Regions from separate parts of the Anser cygnoides genome. Here region 2 is linked to region 1. A link is a contact called in public Hi-C data. All regions are on one chromosome and are shown on one strand. The core of a region is the stretch at or near the end of the contact, and the rest is flanking DNA. Distances in the headings are between cores, read along the strand shown. Region 1 overlaps HSD17B12 (hydroxysteroid 17-beta dehydrogenase 12). Region 2 overlaps TTC17 (tetratricopeptide repeat domain 17).

Region 1 (4,827 bases), core at 310-2,809:
AGGCGTGTGCCCGGGTTTTATCCTCCAGTCACCGCTTTCACTTTTGCTGTGCATGAACAGTCTTATTTTGCGCACCCCTTCCAACTGACCCTACATTGTTCAGAACGGTAGGCGAGAGGTGGGAAAGCTGGTAAAACACTTGGAATCGCTATTCATGATAGCCACTAGCGTACATCGCACACTGTGGTGACTTATAAGTCACTTAAGTCCATCAAGGCTTTGAATATAGCCTTTCTATGGTGTAAGCAGATAGAAAGGAACTTACAACATAGTACCTAGGTCCCCAGAGAAAGCCATACGGGGTGCCATCTGCTCCCCCCACCAGAGGTTATGCCATACGTAAGGTGTAGCAAGTCGGATTTTCTAATAAGGCAAAAAAAAAAAAAAAGAGATCTGTTTGTATGCCAGATTCTAGCTGAGGAAAACTTTTCCTGTGCTTCGTTAAAAAAGCCTGTACCAATCATCACTACAAGCTAAGAATTTCTCTAGAATACCAAAATATCTTCTCCCAACCCCTGAAATTCGGTATTATTAAGAAATATGCAGCGTCCAGCAACAACTAATTTTAAACACGCAATTAAGTAATAACAGTGCAGATTCTAGAGTCAGGCCCGTTTAAGACAGAGGTACCAGACAATCCGGATGTTTCCTGTCTCTAGGATTCACTGAGCCTCAGCCCCTACTCTCATCCTCCTGATGCCACAGCCTCTGGCACTCGAAGCATCGTGGATCTGCAGAACCATCATTCAAGCAGCATTTACTGTCACCTTCTGCAAAACTGGGGGACAGGGAAAACAACACATGCAAGCATCGCACAGAAAAGCAACGAACAGATTTTGTCTAGTATTCAACAGCTTTGTATTTTATGCTGTCAGCTTCGGTGGCAGCCAGAGCATCAGTAGGAAACACATGCAAAGACATGGCTGGTCTCGCTGGAACGTGAACTTAAAATGAATGTGTACAATGAACATGGCAGGTGTATTTCCACTTGTGTCGTATTGACATCAAGCCTCTTATTCCATCAGGACTAATAACTAAAAGATGACTTAAGTTATTGACTCCAGCTCCTTGCCCTTGCAATCAAAAACTATTCATTTAATAGTTGTTATCCACATAAGAGTGAACGAACAATTATTCACTCCCCTGTATCCACACCACTCAAGAAAGAACACCCAACAAATTTATGACCTGTGATCTCTGACCACAGGAAATGCCACAGGAAGAGTATAGAAAAGGTCAGGATCACAGACCTCAGGTCTGTGCAACAGCGGGAAGTTTCCCAATGCATGCTACGGTACAAAGTGCAATGGTCCAGTCAAACCACCAGGCTTGGGAGGAGGAGAAAACCTTTCTAACTTGAACTCCCATGATTTAATCAGTTTCAGCCATGTGAGCAAGATGTGCACTTGGGTTCCCCACGAGGTATCGATGGGGCTTGGAGCACTGCTTGCCATGTTCAGCACACCATCAGAAGGCAGAGGAGAAAGGGCAGAATTTATTCTCTAAAACCTCAGGGTATTTACTGCAGAATTTTACAAGCAACTAATCAAAGTCCTAAAATACAGGATTAAGTACACTGCAGCAAATACAGCACAGAAAGTCTCCAGACCTTTCAATTACCATTAAATACATACTAACGAATCAACTGCACAAGAACTCATATCACCAGTTTATGTTTTTAGTTACATTTAGATCCCCACCACATCATGAAATTGCTTGTATAAATCCATCTCCACTTTAGGACAGTATAGCATCTTTGCCCTGAAGACTGTGCCAGAATTTTGCTTCCTGTACGGTAAAAAGATCACAACTTCCACCTTGAGTTTACTCGAACATCTTTGACCTCTTCCAGTGATCTCTTAAATTTAAGATAAAGATACACAGGAATCCATCACAACCTCCACTACTGGGCTAGTTATCAATGGACACAACTCTCTAAGCCTTAGTGCCATCTAGCCGCTTTGCCTCCTCGTGTTTCACAGCTTTTGGCACATACAACAGCCATGATGCAGTTTACAAGCACTTGCGTCACCTCCGATCTGGTAGCAAACCCAAGGTAACCCCTGACAAACAAGGAGCAAAGATCACTGGGCTCAGTGGTCAGTGACACGCCTGCTCTGCGCTAAAAGGGAAGAGCTCTCCTGCTGTTGAGGGCCACAGACCAGGCCTACAAAACACGCTGCATACACAGGCAGTGACTTCAGTTCAGAAGACCAATATGCCCAGTGGTACATGGCTTCAGGGACTATAAAAAAGTATTTTTTTTTCCAGATGGGCTACAAAGGGGTGAATAAGTGAATGCTTCCAGTAGCACCCGCATCCTTCAGAAACCCCAGGGCTAAACGTGCACAGGACGAGGCCCCCCCACCAGCAGCACAGGGCATGACCTGTGCTCACGTTCTGTCTGCTTGCAACAAGCAGCAGCCGCTGCCTTCCCAAGGAAGAGGTGACCTAGAGAACATCCACCACCTCGTGAGAGGTTTACTGGATAGCCATTGTCTGCTCTTAAAAGGGTGACTCCATCGTGCAGACCAGCAAAAGCAGCACCTGGGAGACCATGGCAGTCTGGTTACCAATTGGAGTGAATATTCGAGGCCTTGAACGAACGTTTTTATCTGCTTCTTATCCAGCCAGGACATCTTAAAACAAAAGCACAGAACGGTGCAGTAAAGCATGAGGCAGGCATGCAGAAATCATTTTGTCTCACGACAGGAGCAAGGAGCAGTGTTGATACGGGGAGAGCGAGCAACGGCAAGCGCAGAGAATCCGACTGCAGCTCTGCAGAGCACTCACGCTGAAACAAGATTAGAGATTCGTGACTCCCCAATTCAAGGTTAGACTACAGTGGAGACAAAGCTTAAAGAGATCAAGCCTGCCTTCAGATACAAACACGTTTTCTACAGCAAAATAAGCTTTTTGAGTTGCCTAATGGAGAAAAAACATGGAATACTTGTATCCAGGCATACTCCTTGCACAATGAAGCTAACAGCTATTATGTGTGCTCTCTACTGGCTTCCTAGAACTACAAATTCATTTAAGTTTGGCCATTTTCCTGTTCTCATTAAGAGAAGTAAGTTTTTAGGTGATCCTTCAAAGTACTGCAGATGCACTCATGCACAGCATTGCCTAGAAGGAGGACTCAAGCTACTAACAGCATTATTCCCCCTAGAAAGATGTGGGTCCTGCAATCTGGGAACAGCTGTTTTCTTTCTGCCAAAAAATTAAAAAAAAAAAAAATCAAGCTAACAACCCAATCTCAAGGAGGGCAGCTCAGCTACAGCTCCAACCCACTGAGAGGTATTCAAATTTGTTGTCAAAATGGCCACTGCAGAGTAATTCTCCCAGCTACATCTTCTACAGAAGAGCAGCCCCAGTCCTGCAAGACAGGCTGGAGATAGCAGCGAGGTTGTCACATCACTGCACAATCCCCAGCTGCAGCAGATAGCAGCAAAAGGAATAAGCTAGGAAGCTAACGTGGCTTTTTAAAGCAATACAGTTCAGAGAAACTTCCCAGCACAGCTAACCTTAGCAGAGGTTTAAAGTACAATGCATAAATAACTAAAGAGTCGAGATTCTTCTGCTACGAAACACGGAGGCTATATTAAGAATATGACAGCTCCTGGGGAAAACAAAAGCTGGCAAGGGGAGAAGAGACTATCCCTGCTTGGCATCAAGCAGCGCTTCATCTATTACAGATTTATATAAATCACTGGCAATTGACCAATACCGAGCTTCTAGATTATCTCCAGCCAACAAAAGTACTTTAGTCTGCGCTGGTTAAAAATATTCTACTTTTTGTCCTCAGCTTGCTAGGAACAGCTATTTTTAGTAAGAGCCCAATCAACCTTATCAAAATCAAGCATCAAAAATAGACTGGAGAAACACTGGAAGCAAACGCTATTTTTAGCTGCTCTGTCTATTCCCTGCCGTTACCCACCGAGTCCTGACTGCACAGCCCATGCACGAGCGCTTAGTTATTCTAGGCAGATCCTCGTCGTGACCCTTTTTTCCCTGAACACCTGAATGCAGAAAACACTCGATTGATTAAAGATTAATACAGCCGCAAACCGTGACAGCTGCCTTTCGTCTGAGTGCTTTTGGGGAAGGGGAGAATATGGAATGACAGAGAGCTTGCATCAGTATTCCTCCTGGGGATCTATTACATGGAAAGAAAATTGCTATTTCAATTCCCTTTTGTTGCTAAAAATAGCAGCCCCAATTGATTCAAGCAAACAGGGCACCGGCTTAGCAATGCCAAATTTAGAAACCACTGAAGTCCCAAAGAGTGAACACTAACGCAGTCTAACACATGCCAGCTCATATTTAACAAAGAACAAAGAAGATAAGCATGCCGGCTGCAAGTTAATAAGACGGCAGTAACTCCCTGCATTTTTATGAAATAAAAACAGAAAACTGGGGGCAAAAATAACACTAACTTCACTTCTGCTCCTGGTTTCATTTGCTGAAATAGGAAGCCTCATCAGAAAGACCATCTGCATCTCATCTGAAATCACAGAATTTCAGTGTATTTTTTTCGTGTAAAGGGTTTTTTTTCCTGCACAAAGGAGCTAACGCCTAATGGTCAGGCTCTAAAAAGACAGGCTACAGAAAGAGGTTCAATTCCCAGAACCAAACACTTACTTGGTAACAGCTTGTGTCTAGGAGCTAGGATTGTGGGTAGAAAAATATTCTATAAATATCGCAGCACTGACAAGTTCCCATTTCATCCAGAACTACAGCAAGAAAGGTTTTGGGGCAGCACACTCCTAAGATTTCTTTAGACTTGAGAGCTAGAAGCAATCTAGAAAGCCCAGCAAGCAAGCCGTG
Region 2 (5,193 bases), core at 660-3,159, 180 kb after region 1:
TTCCACAGATTCTCACGAGAAGGCAAAAAAATAAAGTGAAGGAGTTACTTTTATTTATTTTTATTTTTTTCCCCACTAAAGAAAGGCGAAAATCCTACAGTGCTTTGGTGTTTAAGCGAGAAGTTTTAAAACAAAGCAAGCGTCCCTTTTCAACAACGATAAGCTGACCTACACTTCAATAACATCACGCTTCAGGTCGTCATCCTGAGGTTGGATGACAACTCCCGAACTTGGGCAGATTCACACCGATCTCCAGCCGAGGTCTCTCTGTACATGCTCATCCAGAGGCACGCATGCTGGAGACTGCTTTGAGGAAGGCGCTCTGTTACACACACCAGCAATAAAGAGCAATTTGTTTTGTTTAGCACACAGCAGACTTAGCAGAATTAGAAATTCAGTCAAGAAAAAGGTCAGATGGCCAAGAAAACCAACCTTTAGAGAAGTAGCAAAGCAAACATCCACCTGTCATTTTCAAGATGAGACTGAGCAACTGCTTAACATATCACAGAAGATGCTCTGCAAACAGAAAATAGGTTTTTGTTTGCCTGCACTAGATTTTCAGTTTTCCTTGGCTTTGGGTGGCTGCTTTTTCTCTAGTCTGAGTGTATACATAGACTGTTGTTTTCATCTCCACCTGCTGGTGTACCGTGCAGTCAGGCGGCAGTCAGACTGACGGCAGTAGTGCACTCACTAACTTTAAAGCCATCTGTGAATCATTGTGCCTTGCCGCCACTTGGGACACACTCACATTCAAATCCATCACCAAATGAAGACCTATTAGGTAATGCTTCTCTTCTTGTACTAAGCAGGAATCCAACACGATGTCTCTCTCCATGAAATTCGGATGTTGCTTACTGAGGGGCTAGTCTTCTCAGCGCAGTACAGGCTAAAAGCCTTGCTCCTTCACACTGTTCTTCTGGTCATCTCTTAACAAACTTCAGCACAAAACAACTTTCTGCCAGCTCAGATTCCTTGCCTGAGGCTCTCTGCTCCTGGCAACGCTTCCTCAGCCCTGCTTTGAACCATCTGTCTGGGAGCTCTTTGCTACTTTCGTTTAGTTACTCTGGACTGACTTTTTCAGTGTTTATAGCAGTCCACATAAAGGCAGTTTTTGGAGTCCAGCACAACGTGCTTGGCTGTAATTGTCTCCACCAAGCCCAAACGTGACCTCTGTGAAGACCCTACCTCAGCTGTGGTATGTCAGGTCTCTGGTGCATGACAGCAGCTAGTGTCCACCAGCAAAGCCAAGAATGAGTATGAAAGCTGTTGGCTGCACCTTATTTAGTCTGTCCTCCCTATGCCGAGTTTCTCTGGTCTCTTGAAGTACACTAGTGCTTCTGTAGGGTAGCCAGTTTCCCTACAATCATAAAAGCACAGTCTAAAATTGGTTATATATTAGTCTGAACTTTATACTGGGAGTTGTGAAACAAAAAGGTTTATAAACATGCACTACGCAGATATAATTTCATCAAAGAGATACGATGACTTGGTCCCTGACTTCGCAGGAACACACAGCTGAAGGAGGACTCACACCAAAAAAAGAACAGGAACCGACTCAGAGAAAGATGTATGTGACCTGAAAACAGCTACTAGAGCAACAGATACAACTCGATAACTTTTCTCGTGATGGTGTACTGAGACAACGAAACGTTACATGCAGTGCTGGGAATTAACTTGCTTCATCATTCAGAAATACTCGCCAGAAACTGGAACAGCAGGGCCTACTTAGCAAGCATTCCCATTTACTAGACGAGATCTTGGTGATACACTGCAAGTTGTTAGGTTTGCCTTAGTTTTGCCACTTGTCAGGCTGCTCTACCACCAGGAACTCCATATGAAATCTCAGTCAGCAAGCTGTCTTATGCCACAGACAAGTCAATCTCACTCCAATGTAGTCTCATACTAGAGGCTTACACTCTTACTGCACTACAAGGAGAACATGACCAGTGGAGATCTTAGGGCCATAACATAAAAACCCTTCCCTCAAACAGATCCAGGCTGTTGGATTTTGTATAGAGGTCAGGATCTGTAACTTCTGCTTTCAGCTCCTCATCCACAGTGCACTTTGGTAACAAGGAAAACAAAATTCACTGCAGCAAACTACGAGCTGCAGGGAAGTCACTTGTCACTGGTACTTATCTGAACATCTACAGCTAGTGAATCATTTAACAGGGCAAATGGCTGCCTTTTACTATCACTTGAGCTTTCTGCCCATATCTTTACCAATTACATGGGCTTCCTTCAGATAAACCTACGTAGTCCAAGTTAAGATTAAGCCCTTCCTGCTCCAAAAAGGTGACAATTTTAAAATGCATTTCAGAGTTTGAGAAAGCTAATACTTCTAAAATTAAGCAATACAAAAGCTACCACAACTCTTAGTCACCAGACAGCGCTAGCCACTTCCAGTGGGAGGCTGCTGTGCTGGAAGGGTTGCGATCAGCAGTGCAAAGTCCAGCAGTGGCTGGTCACGAGCAGCATTCGCAGGGATCAATAGCGGGGCCAACACTGTTTAGTGTCTTCATGAACACTGTGGAAAAAAGACCTCAGCAAGCCTAGTGTCCTCTGCAAATGCGGGGCGGGGGTGGCAGGGCAGAGGGCAGGGCTGCTGTAAGAGGGACAGCTGCAGAAACCATCGGGCCATTCAGCAAAGGCAAGCACAAAGCCAGCGCCTTTGGAAGTCTCCTGCTCCAGGAAACGCTGGGGCTGGCCAAACACAAAACAAGCTTTGCAGAAAAGGACATCTGGGTTCTGGTATGGGAAAAAAATAATGATGATTTGTCAGCAGCATTCACTTCTGCAGCAATGAAGGTCAACTGCACACTGGGCTGCAGTGGCAAGACTGGAACCAGCAGGGTGAGGAAAACAAAAGCACTTGGAAGAATAAATCAGCTTCAGCTTTCAGTCCCTGGCATGAGACAGACACCGACGTACCTGAGCACGGCCAGCAAAGCCTGTTCAAGGCAGCCAGGGGCCTGGAGCACATAGCACACAGAGGGGCTGAGAGAACCGGGCTGACTCAGCCTTGAGGAGGACAGGGGGGCATTGCTGCTGTTTTCAGCTTCCTCATGGGAGAGTACAGAGAAGACACAGCCAGACTCCTCTGAGGTGCCACAGTGAGAGGCATCAGACACCGGCTGCTACAAGTGAAATTCTAATTAGAAAAGATGAAAAATAATTTCACTCTGAAAACAGTCAGCCACTGGACCAGGTGTCCAACGGCCCAACAAAGCTAAAGCTGTTGGATCTCCATCCTCAGACGCTAAATTCAGGTGGGCAGGGCCCTCAGCGACCTGCCCGAGCTGGCCCTGCTTTGAGCTGCAGGGCAGGCAGTATTACTCTACGATCCTCTTCAGGTTACTGTGCTCAAACCAGCAGCAGCTGAAGCTTGTTCCAAACGTGAGCCTTCACTTACACAGCTGTCTTCTGGAAGATAAGGTTCTCCAAAACTCAAACATGGGCTGCCACAGAAACAGCAAGAATGAATCGTTACTTTGAAGTTCTAAGGAGAAGTCTAGAGTACTACAGAGAAACCTGGTGTGACAATATCTTTTGACAAAACAGCAGCAGATTAATTAGAAGGACTAAAAGAAAGGTAAGGTGACAGGTAGCACACCACATACATTGAGAAGCTGAAACTCCAGACACTGCAGAGAAACACAAAAAGCTGCACAGCCCAATGGCTTGCAAGATGAATGTAAAGGAAAGCGGAAAGCCCCACTGAAAACACACAAAATTAAAAAAAATAATAATAAATCAGTCATTCTTTCTGGCTAAACAGTACTGGTAAAAAGACAACTTCTCATAATAAATATCAATTTAATGAAGAGTAACACCCTGAAAAACTAAAACAAAAGGATGCTCTGAGGGGAAATTTTAGGCTTATGCTTTGTTAATAAGTATTTAGGTCTTGGTATTAAGAGAACAGCCCTAATATTTTGGAATTCAATGGTACTATCAATGAATTGATAATAAATCAATTACAAATCATCCTATTACCAATGCACAGAAGACAATTCCTCCTTGCTGGACAACTGAAGTACTCTGCTATGATTCAACAGTTAGCAGCAAAAAATAATAATTATATTTTGGCATTTAAAACAACATTCAAGTTCATTCTAGAAAATACCCAGGCTTCTCATTCCCCAAAATACAAATAAGTGGGACAAAGTGAAATTCAGAGGTGCTCTGCAGGGCTGGCAATGGCAACACCCACAAATTTGTTTCTTCTTCTCAAACACCAGAAGGAAAACAGTAAGGGATGCTGAAACACACCTTACTCCAAAAAAAACTCACTGGACAATTGGCAGCACTTCGTGAAGAAGCGCTGTCCCCCAGCTACTGAAGATGAATGCAGCTCCTCACGTTCCAAGTACCACCGTATGTAGAATCTGAGTTTCCTTGCTGGTACTGGGTGGACTCATTTTGACCGTGCACGCCAAAAAAACAGAAGTTACCTTGTTCTGCAGACGTTATTCCATCACATCAGCTCTAGCATTTGAGTACTTGACATGAGGAACACGGGAACGTTCTGGCTGCTCCCCCGCGGCTCTGGGGCCAGCAGAGCTCCACACCCACCCCCAGGCCGCTTTCCCCCAGCTCGCCTCCCGCTGCAGGGAGGCCCGGGGCAGGCTGGGGCTCCACTGAGCGGTGGGTGGCACGGGCAGGGGCTCTCCTTAGAGGGCGCAGCTAATTGTGATTGACCAGCTTCCTGCACAGCAATCGTACAGTGGAAGCTTCTACACGTCCCATCAGTTAACTGACAGCATAAAAAGCCACTTCCTAAAATCAGTGCTGCATTTAGCTAATTAGATTTTTCAAGTCATGTTAGCTAATTAGATTTTTCCAAGTCACAGCTGCTTTTCATGCAATAATCAAAATCAACACTTCACCCAAATTTGATAATATACAATTAATATACACATGCAGATGCTTCCACACCATCATCATACACTCTCATCACTTCTCCACTATGTAAAGTGGAAAAGGGAGGAAAAATAACACTGGAAATGTTGTCATTCATTAATTTGTGATTAACTAGGGTGAGAGAGTGCTTAGACCTGTGTAGACAACTTAAGACCCATAAGACGGCGCCTCAGATTGATGAAGACAGCAGGAGGTTCTTTTACGGGAAGCCGGTTCCACCTGTCTCAGCACTGTAAATGCTTTCTGATAAGAGACCCCACCAAAAGTGCC

What was found. A called contact is a pair of places that touch in the nucleus more often than the background predicts.
Region 2: a Hi-C map of liver shows a contact between it and region 1, with 13 times the contacts expected there. The contact joins two enhancer-like sites. A contact is called at or near these places in 2 of 7 Hi-C or Micro-C datasets (both in liver).

What each region holds. Positions count from the first base shown.
Region 1 is chr5:14,341,577-14,346,403 of Taihu_goose_T2T_genome, forward strand. All of the region lies in intron 3 of HSD17B12 (hydroxysteroid 17-beta dehydrogenase 12), which reads right to left. Among named protein-coding and RNA genes, the nearest start is that of HSD17B12, 21 kb to the right of the region's middle. Within about 2 kb of position 1,560, at least 2 of the 3 cell types and tissues checked have open chromatin away from gene starts, as enhancers often do. A contact at or near this core is called in liver, where this site is marked.
Region 2 is chr5:14,522,177-14,527,369 of Taihu_goose_T2T_genome, forward strand. The region is part of intron 1 of TTC17 (tetratricopeptide repeat domain 17); the gene reads right to left. Among named protein-coding and RNA genes, the nearest start is that of TTC17, 3.6 kb to the right of the region's middle. Within about 2 kb of position 1,910, at least 2 of the 3 cell types and tissues checked have open chromatin away from gene starts, as enhancers often do. A contact at or near this core is called in liver, where this site is marked.